3 separate regions of the Mus musculus genome follow, and all the other regions are linked to region 1. Evidence: chromatin contacts called from public HiCAR-type and promoter capture Hi-C data. All regions are on one chromosome and are shown on one strand. The core of a region is the stretch at or near the end of the contact, and the rest is flanking DNA. Distances in the headings are between cores, read along the strand shown. Region 1 holds the start of Agpat4 (1-acylglycerol-3-phosphate O-acyltransferase 4 (lysophosphatidic acid acyltransferase, delta)). Region 2 holds the start of 6530411M01Rik (RIKEN cDNA 6530411M01 gene). Region 3 holds the start of 4930452A19Rik (RIKEN cDNA 4930452A19 gene).

Region 1 (5,103 bases), core at 918-3,417:
TTATTTACTACTTTCTTTTTGCATTGGGTTTGGGTCTGGAAACTTTCTGAGTGACATGCTGAGACAAGCCCACTACTCTCATGCTTTGGAAGGTCGGACGATAAGTCCATTGTCTTGTCCGGCAGAATGCTAAAGTAAGTTTGGCAAAATGAAAGTTGAATCATTATTCTGAGTACGTTTTTTTAATGTTCTGTACCCCTCACCTAATTCTCTTGTCTTTAACTCCATTTTTTTCTCTAGTTAGATTTGTTTGTTTTGAGGGTTTCTAGGGACGTTAGGCAAGTTTTCTACTACCAAGCAACAACCCCAGCCCTCTAATTTTGTGCCCTGTTCTTTAGCTCCCATTTGTAGAGAACTTTTGTATCTGAAATGCTTAAAATCTCTGGAACTATGGTCAGTTTTTAAGACCGAGATAAATAACAGTAGTGAGATAAAGAACATTCTAGAAACTACTGGTTCTTCCCGCTTCCACGTAGCCAAGAGGCTAGGGTTCCAAGCTATGATTGGGCTTTAATAACCTGAAAGTAACCTGAGGCCTTTTAAATTCTTACCACAGATAATCTCAGTAATACAGGACTCTATATTGGTACCAATAAGGAAGGAATTCTGGTACTGGGCATGCACATTAGAAGAGGGTCCATTATCAGGCTTGCTTCAGAGGTACTGAATATAAGCAGCACCCAAAACCACTAATGGGCCTGCCTTCTAAGCAATGAATTATTTGTATCAAGTTTTGTCCACCTCTGCTTATTACTGGGTAGGTGATAATTTCCTCTCGTGTCTTAGTTTTCTTCTGAAGGTTTGTTTTTTCCTCCCTACGTTGCACCAGAAGGATATCATACCTCTAACTTGGGAGTCTTAATTGTTTTTCTCAAAAGGAACCTTACCCACCCACCCCCGATATACAGAGACACACATGCACACATCCACACTACGTTTCCCTCCTCTTGAGATAACTTTTTCCCCCCAGTAGGAGATGCTGAGTGATAACTTCAGATGAGCAGATCCGTGCCAGGTTTGGAAAGACTAGAGGGTAAACACTGGGTAATCCAGGTGAGAGCACCACAGAACAATACCCTAGAGACCCAGCTGGGTAGTTAGCATTTCTTATGCTAACTGAACTTTGATTTGTGGCTAAATGAAGTTCAGAATAGAGCCAAGACTCGTTTTATACATGTTTAGACTTGTGGGTGAGCCTGAACAGCTGATAACATATTTACCAGTGTGAATTATCAGGTACTTTGCAACACTTTATTTCAATGCAGTATCCTCCTATAAAGAGTTAAATCCCCCTGCCCCTCTTAGTTTGTTCAATATCATGTCTTAAGAAATTAGTTAAGTTTCTAAAAGCTGCCCTTAATACTGGAAAGCTTCAAAAACATAAAAGAACTCCCTTTAAAAATCCCGACATATGATGGAGAACCCAGAAGCTTAAATTTAAGTAAATAAAGCGGTGATTACAAATGCCTGTTTCCTTGACAACTCCCCTCCCCCAGCCCTCCTGCGATAGGGAAAAACCAAAATGAAAACGAGAGGAGGGGGTATCTACAGAGTCACGTTGCGTTCCAGCGAGGCCCAGCCAGGCCAAGCCCAGGAAGGAAATACAAATAAATCAATTTAGATTGGGACTGTATTTTTGTGGAGTATATTTTTGTGGTTGTCATAGAAACACCAGAGACAGAAGAACGTGTTGCACGAAAAGAGAGCCCGTATATGTAACAGGAGCCATCGCTACACCTTCACGGTAGCCAAGAAAATGCTTCCACCCTGGGAGGGCTGCTCGCAGAGCCCCCAGAAAGCTCCTCACAATCTGGCACAAAGCAGTGGTCGCGGAGCCCCGGTGCTCCTCCCTCTGCCCCCACCCCCACCCCCGCATCATTCGCTCCAACCCCACCAGCATCCCGCTCCGAGCCTATCCCTTCCAAAGTACTAGGAAACCAGCCGAGCAGAGGGACCCCTGCCAGAGAAGGGCATCCGATCATCACACGCCACACCCCAGGAGAAGGTGCCTGGTAATCGTACCAACACCACCTACCTCGCTCCGGGCAGTTCTTTGCATTGGTGCTCACAAGCCAGAACTGCGAGGCAGGAGCCTGAGGTTCAGAAACTGCCTCTACTTTAGAGAAGCTGTAAGTCAGCCAACACTGGAAAGAAAAAGCGAGACTCCACCCAAAGGGGTGGACCCTTCGGGAAGGGAAAAAAAGGTGGTCCTCGGCTGACGTCTCTCCCCACCCATGTCACTTCCTTTTAAAGCTACGACTTAGCAGCTACTGGGAGGGAAGCTCGGACCCCGTGTAACATGAGTCACCCTCTCCTTCCAATGAGTGTAAAGAAGTGTCCAGCTCGGCCTCCTGTTGGAGCCAGATGGGGATTGGGATCGAGTAGTCACCCGCGTGGATAACAAAGCCATCCCAGTGGCCTGCCGCCACTCGCCCAGCTCAAGAGCCCTGTTGCATCCCCGTGCAAACAGCCTGAGAAACCTCGGCCTCCTGCCCTGGAAATTGCCCCCCCCCCCACGCCCCAAGTCCCCTGTGCCATTTCGTTTGGGGGTGGGGGTGGGGGGAAAACAGGATGAAAGCTGAAGCCCGCGCACTCTAGTGCCTTGCTCACCTCTCCTGGCCACCACTCCGCCAGCCCGGAAGCCCCTTCCAAGATCACGCCCAGCGTTCCCGAGACTAGGACCAACAGACCTAGGATGCCCGGAGCTCCTGTGGATGGATGCTCTCCTTCCAAAGCTGGGTGCCAGCGGGTGCCAGGACTGCCTACTCATGCTAGTGCGCACAAGCAGGCAACACACACATGCACATGACATTTACACTCTTGTTAAGTTAGCAAGGGTCTGAGCAGATTAACCGAACAGAGTCCTGAAACTTTAAGGGGGCGGGGGGGGGGCGGTGTTGGAAGTGCGCAAAGGCCAGGTCTGTGACATTCCTGGAAAGGTGAATTCAATCTCTGGGTGCCTAAAGTGCCCTTCAAATACGGGCTGTTCAAGACACTGTCGCAGATGTTTACATATTTACAGAAAGAATGCCCCGTGGTCGCTCTACTTTCTAGCGCGAGCAGTACTGAGAAGTTCCTCCTCCAGGCTGCAGAAGCACGGCAAATAGCTTGCCCTGCAGACAGGAGCCAAGAAGAAGGTACTCAAGAAGCAGGAAAAGGGTTTGGACTTTGACATCCTGAAGATCATCTAGAATGTGAGAGGAGCAAAGCCAAATGGAGTGAGGGTGGAGGGCATAAGGAAGAATCCAAACCGAAAGCCCATTTGTGGGGTGTAAAAATTAACTTGAACGGCTAGCAAGGGCTATAAAAGTTGTTAGTAAAGAGTTTCCTATAAGTACTGGAGAGATGAGGTGGCTCCGGGTTTAAGAGTGCTTACCGCTCTTGAATAAGTCAGGGTTCAGTTTCAGGCACCTGGCAGCTCACAATTGCCTTTAACTCTACGGAATCCATCACTCTCTGATGTTGGCCAGGGGCACCTGCATGAATGTGGTGCACATAAACTCACATAAGTACACACGCGCGCACGCATATACACACACACACACACACACACACACACACACACACATAACATAAATTACTCCGAATTTTTGTTCTTGGAATCCAATGTAATATTTAAGTTCTTGTTCTTGTTAACTCTAGCTTCTAGAACATTCAATCCCCTCTGGCCACATAGAGAAATGGTCTCAGCACCCCCTCTCCCCAGTAAAATTCTCTCTTATAACTTTTCAAGTTATATTTTGTGACTTTTTTTAAACATTGACCATACCATTTTATTTATTTTTTTTAAGATTTATTTATTTATTATATGTGAGTACACTGTAGCTGTCTTCCACACTCCAGAAGAGGGCATCAGATTTCATTAGAGATGGTTGTGAGCCACCATGTGGTTGCTGGGATTTGAACTCAGGACCTTTGGAAGAGTAGCCAGTGCTCTTAACCGCTGAGCCATCTCACCAGCCCATATTTTGTGATTTTATTGTTGACGGGAATCAATGAGTTTTCCAAAAATACTTTCCAGATAGTTAATTTTTTTTTCATAGTGGCATTTTGGGTGGAAATTTAATTTTAGAATTTGAGACTTGTTGCTGGATGTTGTGGAACATGCCTGGAGTCTCAGCGCTCAGAAGGCAGAGACAGGTGGATGGATCTCTGAGTTTCAGACCAGCCTGATCTACAGAGCTAGTTCCAGGACAGCCAGGATTGTACAGAAAAACCATCTCAAAAAACAAACAAACTAGTTCCAGGACAGCCAGGATTATACAGAAAAACCATCTCAAAAAACAAACAAACAAACAAACAAACAAACAAACAAACAATAACAATAATATCTGAGTCTTCCATAAATTTACATTACACTGATTATAGTTACAGTGAGTGATTTTGGTAAAAACAGCAGGAAATTAAAAATTTGACAATTGCAGCTCTTGCCCCAAGCTCAATATTTAATGTTTTTATTTCATTATTACGATTCAATTCTGATCCTTACTATTGCTAAGGCCTTGTCTGTTAGCCAATATTGCTAAGAGCTCATGATCTTAGAAACCTATCTGAGGGATGGGAAGGTATTGGTGGGTTGAATTCTAGGCGTTTTATTTAAGAGTCGCAATTAGACTCTGCCTCCTGTGTCTATATTCACAGAGGGTTATAAACATTTCTGTCATAATCTAACAGTTCAGCTCAGCAAATATCTCTTGGGAATCCAAGCCACAAAAACAAATGGGGTAGCACTCAATCTCAGAAGGGAAAGAGACGTGTAAACAATCGTGATACTGCATGGACACAAGGTCTCCAGTGGATAGGGGCTCCACCTTGGTCAAAGAACAGGCAAAGGGAAGAGGGCGGAGTGGTCAGCAGAGTCTCTTCCTTCATTTCAGACTCTAAGGGGGATGGGGCGCTATTTCCATCATGACAGCAAGAATTATTGCAAAGAAGACAATTCAGGCTGACAATCCCTAACCTAAAAATCCTAAAGTTTCCAAAATCCAGAACAACTAGAGCTTTTGTGTGACACCTCCCTCTTGTACGCGGTCACTATCAAAGTGCAGACATGCTAATTATTCAATGGTGTATAACATTAACTTTCAGTTCCTTTATAATGTA
Region 2 (5,103 bases), core at 760-3,259, 3.0 Mb after region 1:
TCTGGCTTTAAACCCCTTGCTTTGCACTAGGATCTGTTTGTCCATTAAAGGGGGATGACGAGGCACACACACCCAGCATATTCCACAGCAGACCACACTGGTGAAATGCGTTCAACATCTATTTAGGACAAACTGCGCCTTCTTCCACCGGATGGTAGCGTCCAAGCAAATCTTATTTCAATTTCATGCAATTCATTAATGCCACAGCAAAAGGCCATTAAGTATTTCCAGGACTCTTTAGACTGTTATACTTGGTTGAAGATTAATCTAAATATGGAATCTAAATTTAAACACGCAGAAGCATGCCTATCTCGTCTTTCTCGGGCGTCAATTTCCACGATTCCATTGACAATACTGCGTTTTTAAAAATATCTGCTCTTTTTTGGTGTGTTTTCTGATGCAAGCTCTTCAGAAAGCAGGAAAAAAAATAATAACGTAGGATCAAAGAGTCTTAAAAACCGGTAATAGAAATTCCATAGTGACTCTGCAGCACCATCTAGTGTCTCGGGAGGTTATGACACTCTTTCTGGCAAGGCAGATCTTCATTGATGCTCCCGGAATGCTGATGAGAAAAATCCCACCACCCCTTTCCATCTCGTCAATTAAACCCTAATTTAATTAAACCTGTACAAGGCCAACTGCCATCAATTTGTTAAATCCTATAATTTCCCAAACTCCTCTACTTTGAAAAATCATTAAACCATTAAAATACAGCTGGGAAGACCTGGAGAATCTCTGACTGCGGTTTTAAGGACAAAGTGAAATTTGGCTCTGGGCACTATCTCTAATCATATTATGTTAGAGGGTATTTCAAAATAGTTCTGGGGGTAAATTTTTATTAAATATGGGGAGATTGTGAATGGTCAACCAAGCAAGAGTTGTTTGTTTGTTTGTTTGTTGTTAGACAGGGTCTCATTTTGTACCTGGCTGACCCAGAACTCATTATGCAAACCAGGCTGGCCTTGAGCTCACAGACATCTTCCTGTCTCTGTTTCCCAGATGATGAAATTAAAGGCTTATGCTTCCTCATGCTAGGAACTAGTTGCAAAAAAAACACTTTCAACCAACATATTGTGTTTTGGTTGTGGGGTAATATAGACTAAGAAGCTCAAAGACGGGGGAAACACACATACCCCCTATTTTGTTCTGTGATTTCCCCCACGCCTTTAAACTTTATTTTTCTTTTTTATGTAAGCAGGATGTCCCATTCAGAGAATGGTGACCTCTGAATTAATGTCATAGATTTGTAGTAAAAGGGATAGATGCTAGTCATGTATGATTATAAATCAAAGATGTTGTTCTGGGGTCAGTGACACAGAGGGCACATAGGACCACTCTGATGAGGGAACGGAGTTTCACTGTGGTGGGAGCCCAGAGCTCTGCTGCCATCTGCTGGTCCAGCATGCATGACACATGTGATCCATCTTTCCTTAGAACTAGTCTCATTTTAGGTCACAGCTCACCTTGGGCATACACGAACCTGTCAGCCCTCTCTTTGTATTCTGATTCATCTTAGCTGCAGGCATCCCACAAACTGGCAGACACGCAGAGAAACATTGAGAGCACAGGTGGAGGGCGGGACGGACCTAGTGCCCTATTTAAACTGATGGATACATTTAAATGAAATATACACGAGTTAGGGAAGGATGTACCGAGCGAACCCGTGGTAAATTTCAGATCATTATTTGATGCCGCTACTTCGCCGTTTGTCTTCTTTGCCCTCGCGCGGTAAACCAATGTGCCCTTTGCAGTTTGACATGAATATGGTTTATTTTAGCTAAAAATCCAAGCCGGCCCTAGTCACTCTCGCTGTGAGCATTTTCAGGCTCTCCTTGCAATCCCAAGAGTACAGAAAATAAATTTGACACAATGTTTCTTTTGTCTTCCCCCACCCCCCACGCCTCTGGCCAATTGATTCGGAGCTCTGTTTCTGTCTTGCCACTGCTGCCTCCAGGTCGAGCTGAGATTTCCGTAGCTTGTTAAGCTAATTTGGGTGCTGAGCAAGGACAAGTCCAGAAAGCAGATTCACAAAGCAGAGACTCACAGAAGCGGGGCTGTTGTGCTATGCTGTTTAGAAGCTGGCAAACGTGCCCTGGATCCTCCTCAAAACATCCGGCTGAGACAATGCAGTTTCGGGCTCACAGCATTGTTCCTGGAGAGACCTGAAGATCCCTGGAGGCTCCGGAAGCCATGCAAGGAGCGACCCCAGGGGAGCTGTGGTTCCCAGGCCTCAGAGGTGAAAGACAGTGGCTTGCAAATGCAGCGCCTCAGAGGTGAAAGAGACAGTGGCTTGCAAATGCAGCAACAGCATCCCATGAGTGCAGGGGAGCGCTCTGGGTGGAGCAGAACAGTAAAGTTCATAAATTCAGCACGTCAGAGCAGCCTGTCTCCCCTATTTACTCTGCAAGTCCGTGACATCGCGAGCGCTCGCTACTTTACTTTGTCTTAATGCTGGCGCGTTAACCTCTGAACGGTGACTTTCCAGCCACTAGCCTGGAGGCTGTAAGGTGCTTCTGTGCCTATTTTTAGCCTCTTTTCCGCGAAGAAAAGAGAAAATAATAATGTCTCGTTCCGGGGATCCTTCTCAAGCATGCACAGGATCCAGGAGGCAACAGTAACATCCCTAAGGAGCCAGTCTCAGAAGCAGGTGTGGGGCGCCCTCTCTCTGTTATCAGAGAGGGTGCCGGAAAGCAGCTGGGCCACAGCGGGGCACTGGGCAGGATCGCTACGAGGAATTCAATAAGGTTGGCTGCAGAGTTTCAGAGAGCAAAGTGGGGGAGGGGAACTCTGAGTGTGCTGTGCCTGTTCCCTTTGGGCTCCTCTGCCCACTGTGCTGTCTCAGAGGGACAAAATCAAGCACAAAAGAGCCCTAGAAATGTGTCATGTGGGCCACACCCCCAAACCCCCGACCCCGTTCATTTCTGAACAGAATTATCAGAGCAGATGACCTTTTTCTAAAATGGTGCTTCTGAAATGAGTCTATCCTTTGTTTTGTTATCAGAATCATACGATGTGAAATTAGAGAAATGTGTGAACGCAAAAGGATTCTAGATGAAACCCACCCAGAGCAGTATTTTCTGTATTTTGCATTTTTCACGTAAACTCCTTGATTATGTACATATACATGTATGAGGAATGTTGATGCATGGGCTGTGTCTATATTTTTTCATAAAGCATCTCACATATTACCTTTAAATGGCTGCCATTTCTTATGGAGTAGTGTGCATGTGTGAATGTGTATGTGTAGATAATATTTAGATATAAGGATAATAAGTTTATCTATATTTTAATATTGGTCTATATTCATATTTTTCTGGGCTCCGTTCTCAGCAGTAGAAATGATAGCACCTGTATTAATACCATAATGGTTAATATGTGTATGTGTATATGAATATATATACACATACTTACATGTGTGTATATATGTATATAGATGTGTGTGTTCTGTATGTGTGAGTGTGTTGTATATGTATAATCAAAATGCTTTCACAAAATGAATGGAGTAAGCATGGTGATACAAGCCTCGTGGTAATTCCAGGACTCACCCAGTTAAGAGAAGTGAATGCCTCACAGTTAAAGGTCAGCCTGGATGACCAGTAACTTTCAGGTTAGTCTGTTTTAAGATTTGAGACCATGTTTGAAAACCAAACAACACAGCAGCAAAAGATAAACAAATAATTTGACCGTCCCCAGACTATAAAACACTGACGCGCTGAACCGCTATTAATGTTCATTACATCTTTTAATCTTTGTAGATTTGATTTAGAAAAAAAAATAATTTATAGAGAAAAATAAGCTCTCCCTGTTCTCCATGATGGGAAGAAACAGGAATGGAGCCCCGCTGTGATGACTGTGGATCAAGAAATCCTAGAAAACAGAGCAAAACTCAGAGGCTCTGGGAAGTGTGTGCTCTGCTGGGTTCACTAATGTTTTGAAAGTGAAGTCAAATATGATAGAACTCAAAGAACAATAAAGAAACAAACATAAAAGTGGTAGGTCATAGCAGACAGTGTTAACACCAAGCTCTGCCGGTGTCTTACTCATTCCATGGTGCCTGGCACACATCACAGACCTTGTCACTGCCAGGAAAAGGAGGGATGGAGGCTCAGGCTGTTCAGCTTGCACTTTTAGTTACAACTTTGCTCCAGGATGTGTTTGGATCCAAACTGTGTTCAGCCATCAAATTAGGCCACCTCTGAGAATCACTAATAGAAATGTCAGGTTGAACAAGAAAACCTACAGAGTGAACTCACCTGGGCCCACTGGGGCTCGTGGAGACTAAACTGCCAACCAGAGAGTATGTATGGGGTGGACTTAGGCTCCCTACATGTATGTAACTATTGTGTAGCTGGGTCTTCATGTTGGAACTCCTAATGCAGGAGCAGGGTCTATCTCTGAATACATTGCCTGTCTTTGGATGCCTTTCCTCTGACTGGGCTGCCTCAATGGAAGAGGGTGCGCCTAGACTTACTGCAAACCCTCTTGATAGACTGAGGCTGTTTGATGTCCATGGAAGGCCTCCCATTTTCTGGAGAGAAAGGGAGAAGGGATGGTGGGGGAGAGGAGGGGAGAGAAAGGGACTAAGAGGAAAGGAGGGAGGAAAGCGGTGATCAGGATATAAAGTGAATAAATAACTTAGTCAATAAAAAAAGAGAAGAAGAAAAGAAAAGAAAAGGAGCGAGACTACAGACTTTATGTTCAGCTTAACATATATAAAACTTATATTGATCTACATCTCTTATAATTCACTTTCCTCCTAAAAATGTTGATATACAAAATAAATATATAAGTAATACCTATATAAAATAGAATTAATACATACATATATGAAGTATCTGTGAATCTTAACATGTAAATATACCCTTGCTTATAAAAGATATATATACGTGTGTGTGTGTGTGTGTGTGTGTGTGTATACATATATGATTCATGATTTTAGGCCTGCCACTCAAAATAGGACAGTAATATTTCCAGATCTACCTTTCATGATGGTCATCTCAAGTTGCAAGCAGGTTGTAAAGACCATGAGACTCCTAGCTACACAGTGAGCTAGGAGGCATGTTCTAATCACATGACAGCATCCACAACAGAGGGATGGCGAGA
Region 3 (5,103 bases), core at 985-3,484, 2.3 Mb after region 1:
TATGCAACTGAATACACAGGTATAGGTGAAGTAGCAATATACACAACCATGGGGCCCTGAATTCAACCCTAGCAGCCATGTAAAAAACTGGCTGTGTGAAGGATGATTCTAATCTTAGCAATGGAGAGGTAGAAAATGGCCTATCCCTGGGGCTTACTGACCATCCTCTGTAACTGGACTAAGTCCCACTGAGCTATCTTGTCTTGAAGAACAACGTAGGTAGCTCTTGAAAATACTGTAGGTCTGCCTCTGGCTTCCACACGAACATGCATACACACGCACCTAAACATGCATCAACATGTATGAATACACACGTTGAATACACATATGCCAAGAGATGGGGAGGAAGAAAGTAAAATTATTTCAACATCTAGAAGGGAGGGAAAGGATTGAGCCCCATCAGAGGGCATTGCATGAAGATTGCAGCTGATGTACAAGTTCAATAGGAGAGGCATTAGATTACACAGTATTCTAAGATGGACACTTCCCATCTCCACATCTCCCTGCTTCAGACCTGCCTACAAGCTGGTGCCCCCTCAGAACACCAGCTGCCTCCTTTTTTTCTTTCCAATAATTTCCAGTTAGTGGCACCTCCAGACAGACTGTTGACTTCTGGAACATTTTATTCTGTGCATTTAGTATTTGAACCTTTCAAGGACACAGAGTCTCATATGTCTGGGCCACCCTTTGGAGACAGGATGCTTTCTCCACAGCTGATTAGCTATTTGGGAAGGAAGGAAGGAAAGGGTCACTGCCTGTGGCCAAAGATTCAGGAGGTAGATCAGGTGGCAGATGACATCAAGAAGGTGCCTGCAAAGCAGACTGGAACATGTGGTTCAGGGAATGCAGAGTGGACAGTCTGACTTTTCACCTAACAGCTCTGGCTTGGAAGGAATCAATAGTGATTCAAGTTGCTTTACCCAACTCTTGAGGAATGTAGGGGAGGCGTACTAGAAATGACATGTTTCTGATCTTTTGGAAGGTTTAAAGTAAGACTGTGTCCCCTGAGGGAGAAAATCCTGGGATTTCTGATGTCACCGTCTTTGTAGCGTTAGTGGCAATGGATGAGGAGACACAGCAGACACCTTTGGAACTGGTTTCTGCAGCCAGGTTACAGTAGAGCTGGCATTCTGGACATCCGAGCACACATGGTAGTATTCTCTCTTCGCAGAGATGAAAGCCCCTTTAAAGCTCTCCTCTCTCCTTCCCTTCTGAGGATAGGGCGGAGTTCTGATGGAGCTGCCTCTAAATGTTGGGATTGGATGCAGTTTTGCAAGTAGGACCCTAGTTCCTGTGGCAACTTCTTTACTCTTCTGTTGTCCGTTGGCTCATCCATCTCTTGTGCTGCCTCAAGCAGAGGTCTGGACTGTTTTGAAGCTTTGAAAGTGAAAGAGTACACTTTGCTCCTCAAAGGCTTCTGCTGTGTCTCACTTGCGGGTCCCGTCATTTTTTTTTTTTTTTTTTTTTTTTTTTTTTTTTATCCCTCATTTGCTTCAGTCTTTTCTCATCCAGCATGGACACCGAGCAGGGCCAAACTGGCTCTGTTCCCTTCTCATTCTTGCCCTTGCTTTCAAGCCTCTTTTACTTTTTATGCCAAAAAGAAAGAAAAGAGAAAAGAAGACCGTGTAGGAGGCTGGCATTGCCATGGCAACAACACTGATGGGGGCCTTTGGATTTGAGCTGCACTTGCAGGGAAGTACTGGCCTCAAAGAAGCTAAAAGGAAGAGGAAGCGGGGAGGGCAGGAGGGAGGGAAGAAGGGAGGGAGGGAGAAAGAGATGGAGGGAGGGAGGGAGAGAGGTAGGGAGGGAGGGAGGGAGGGAGAGAGAGAGAGAGAGAGAGAGAGAGAGAGAGAGAGAGAGAGAGAGAGAGGAAAAGAAAAGGAGAGAAAGTCAGACAACAACGGAGGAAGTGGGTAGCAAGTAAGGGTGGCCTAGCAAAACCCTAGATGCATTTGCGGTGACATCACTGCCTTTCCCACAGAGACCATTGACACCGGACGAAGCGTCCATTCAAGTCCCCAAAGCCACTCTCCAGGTCTGGTGGGGGAGCCCCCACTCTCACCCTGAATGCTTTTTTTGTTGGGGAACAGTGGAGCGTTTCTGAAAACTTGCATAAATGACTGAGGAATTCCCTGCCCTTGCCAGGAAGTCCAAGCCACTTGTGAGCTAACAATACGGAACTTTATCTCCTGTCCTATGCTGGAAGTTCCAGCTGTAGGCTCCGAATTCTAATAAGGGCTTTACTCATGCCGCTGAGGTTAGGGTAATATTTTATCCATCTCCTCTTTTCACTGAGACGCAGTCATTGCTGCTGTTGAGAGCCAGAGGCAAGTCCTGAGGACTGAGGTGGATTGGGGTACTAGTGGGGAGGGTGGATCATGGAGCAACTAAGAGGAAGGAAGTCAGAAAATGGTTTTTCTATTATTAGCTTGATGGGCCCACTTGCTGCTTGTGGGACTCTACACTGACAGGGTGAAGAGAAAAAGTTCACAGTGACTAAGGACCCCTGAACTAGAAATATTACTTTAGGACAGGGTCCACTTTTGGAAGAGTGCTCAGTTGTCTCCACATTCGCAAAAAGCGCAGAGGCAAAGACAGATGGCATGCCCAGCATTAGAATGCCTGCGCCTGCTCTGTTAGCTTCCGTCTCTGTGTCTGTAGGAAAATGCCTGTTTATTGTTTAGTGCTTTCCTGTTCCAGATTTGCCAATTCAGCTTTGAAAAGAAGGCTGGCTTTGGGCTAAGTAGGTGTTAAATCCCTGCCATGTAAGTTCTTAGAATATCCCCTGAAAGAGCCAGTAGGTTGGGTCAAGTATGTCCCCAGGGAAGCCCGGAAAGATGTTTTCTAGTAGCTGGATAAAGTGGTGACATTTTAAAGAATGCACAACATGGCAGGTGTTTATTGTCACAAACCCTGTTTCAGTTAATTTTCAAGGGACTCCCCAGGGATGTCTATTCCCAGCCCCTTTGAATATGGCTGCGTCCTGGTGCTCACACTTCTGCCTTTGTTAAAGTCTGACCTCAGGTCTTCCAGGAGCTTAGATCCTGCTGCACAGAACATGAAAGATGGACCCGTCAAGGAGAAGAGAGGAATCTTCTGGGGAGTATGGGGGAGCAGAGCATGTGACCCCTGTGCAGCTGCTTCCTCTTAGAGTTTTCACCCATGAATCACACATTCAACTTCCCGGAAGACGCAGGACGGCCCGACCTACAGAGCAGTATGTAAGAAGAGAAGTAACCAGATTCTACCTGCACTCTTGCCAACCCTAGAAGTTGCTAGGTTCAGGGCTAGGGTCTGCTGGGAAGGCTCAGGAAGACAGGATGGCATGGACAAGGCCATCTCCCCAGAAGCCCTTCTTTCCTGCTGTTTGGAACACTGGCCTCAGGGAAGGGATTGAGACTTGAACACCATTGGGGGCTGTGGCCTCTGAGATGCTACTTTCTCATGTTGTGGATAGTATGAATAAGGGGATCTGGTGCCCACCAGGGGCATGCCAGAGAGGAAAGAAAGAAACAGGAGCAATGGAGATGAGAGTAGGGTGTGTACCAATATGTCTCTCCCACCTTGAGAACCACTAAGAAAACCACCCAGAGGACAACAGATGGATAGAAAACTACATTTTAAGCAGGAACCTTGCCCCGTTGAGGAAGGAGAATAGAAAACACAAATTGTGCTCTGCGAGCCCATCTGGAGAAAACAGAATACTGGAATTAGCACATAGAAACTGATAAAGTGAAAAGAAGCTACGAGGGTTGGAGAAATGGCTCAGAGGTTATGAAAATGTGCTACACTTCAGAGAACCCAAGTTCAAGTCCCAGCCCCTACATCAGGCAACTCTTAATCTCCTGGAACTCTGGCTTCAAGGAAATCAAACATCTCTGCCCTCTGTAGGCACCTAAAACCCCTGTGCACACAACCAGAGACACACGCTTACACATTAGTAAATATAGTTCAAAAGAAAACAAAACAACCTGAGAAACAGAAATGAGCTGTGATTAACAATGAGAACTTAATTGAAGAGATTCAAGGAAGCATCTAAAGACGTGAAAAGACATGGAAAGGAAGCAATTGGGACAAAAAGCTAGAAGTTGAAAGAGGAAGCGGTGATTGTGTACACAGTGTGATTCCAGAAAGGGTGGGGTCCAGTGTGGCAAGAGAGGCAAGAGTTTGTGGTTAGCCTGAGCTACACAGCAAGAGACAGAAGCCTAATCTTCCTCAAACAATAGAAGGAAACAAAATATCAAAGTAGAAACAGAAACAGAACAACCAAGAATGGTCAATGACAGGAAGGGTAGGAAGAGGTGACAGAATGACAGAATGGTAGAGACAGTGCTAGATTATGTTAGTAAGGAGAAAGTGTTCTTAAAATGTGAATAGAAAAAAGTGTTAGTTAATTTAAACATAGAAAACATGGATAAGATTTTACAAAACAAAAGAATAAAGAGCGCCTGAGACCAGGGAGAGCCAAGAAAATCCTAGGTGAGCATCCGCACACATTGATTCAGATAGCTTCAATGAGCATCTGTGCACGTCTATGCCGGAAACTTAGATGAGCACGCGAGCACATGGATGCAGGTAGCGTCAATGAGCATCCATGCACCTTGATGTGGGTAACTTTGGAAAGCCTGAGGATCATTTCCCAGTCCAGTGAAGTTTACTAGAATGACCCCTAATAGATATAACATATTTAGACAGGTTCTGCAGGAGAAATAGAAATGTGTGCCAGGTGCCACTCCTTAGAGAATACAGAGTCCGAGGGGATGTTGTGCACATGGAAGTGCTGTTCCAGGAAACAGATGCAAGGGCATGTCCAGATCAGTTTTAGGAGGCCTGAGTCATGTCCACAGACAATGGGGGACCCTCAAGAGATGGTGGATCAAGCCCATTTGTCAGCACTGATGGGAAAATCCAAAGTCACTCACTGTGAAAATTTGATTCATATTAGAAAAGAATATTTATTCATTTATTCATTCATTTATTGATTGATTTTTGAGATAGGTTCTCTATGTGTAGACCATACTGGCCTTCAACTTGACCCAGTCCCCCTATCCTCTGCCTCTTGAGTGCTGGGATTATAGGTGTATTCATTCCACCATGGCTGAT

Evidence for each region. HiCAR-type assays count read pairs that join an accessible place to other places. Capture Hi-C pulls out chosen DNA fragments and counts their contacts.
Region 2: a HiCAR-type map of astrocytes shows a contact between it and region 1, with 5 times the contacts expected there. The contact joins the promoter of 6530411M01Rik here to the promoter of Agpat4 in region 1. A contact is called at or near these places in 2 of 39 promoter capture datasets (hippocampal neurons and liver), 1 of 115 datasets of contacts at active chromatin or transcription factors (astrocytes) and 1 of 9 other capture datasets (liver).
Region 3: a promoter capture Hi-C map of adipose tissue shows a contact between it and region 1, with 7 times the contacts expected there. The contact joins the promoter of 4930452A19Rik here to the promoter of Agpat4 in region 1. A contact is called at or near these places in 2 of 39 promoter capture datasets (cranial neural crest and hippocampal neurons) and 1 of 9 other capture datasets (adipose tissue).

Annotation. Positions count from the first base shown.
Region 1 is chr17:12,116,348-12,121,450 of GRCm38.p6, reverse strand. Agpat4 (1-acylglycerol-3-phosphate O-acyltransferase 4 (lysophosphatidic acid acyltransferase, delta)) reads right to left here and starts at 2,167. Exons shown (of 9, transcript NM_026644.2): 1 at 2,036-2,167.
Region 2 is chr17:9,164,928-9,170,030 of GRCm38.p6, reverse strand. It overlaps 6530411M01Rik (RIKEN cDNA 6530411M01 gene), which reads left to right and starts at 2,009. Exons shown (of 3, transcript NR_027881.1): 1 at 2,009-2,744. Gm52287 (a long non-coding RNA gene) reads right to left here. Exons shown (of 2, transcript XR_003952250.1): 2 at 156-5,103.
Region 3 is chr17:9,772,997-9,778,099 of GRCm38.p6, reverse strand. 4930452A19Rik (RIKEN cDNA 4930452A19 gene) reads left to right here and starts at 2,234. Exons shown (of 4, transcript NR_045433.1): 1 at 2,234-2,257; 2 at 3,014-3,221.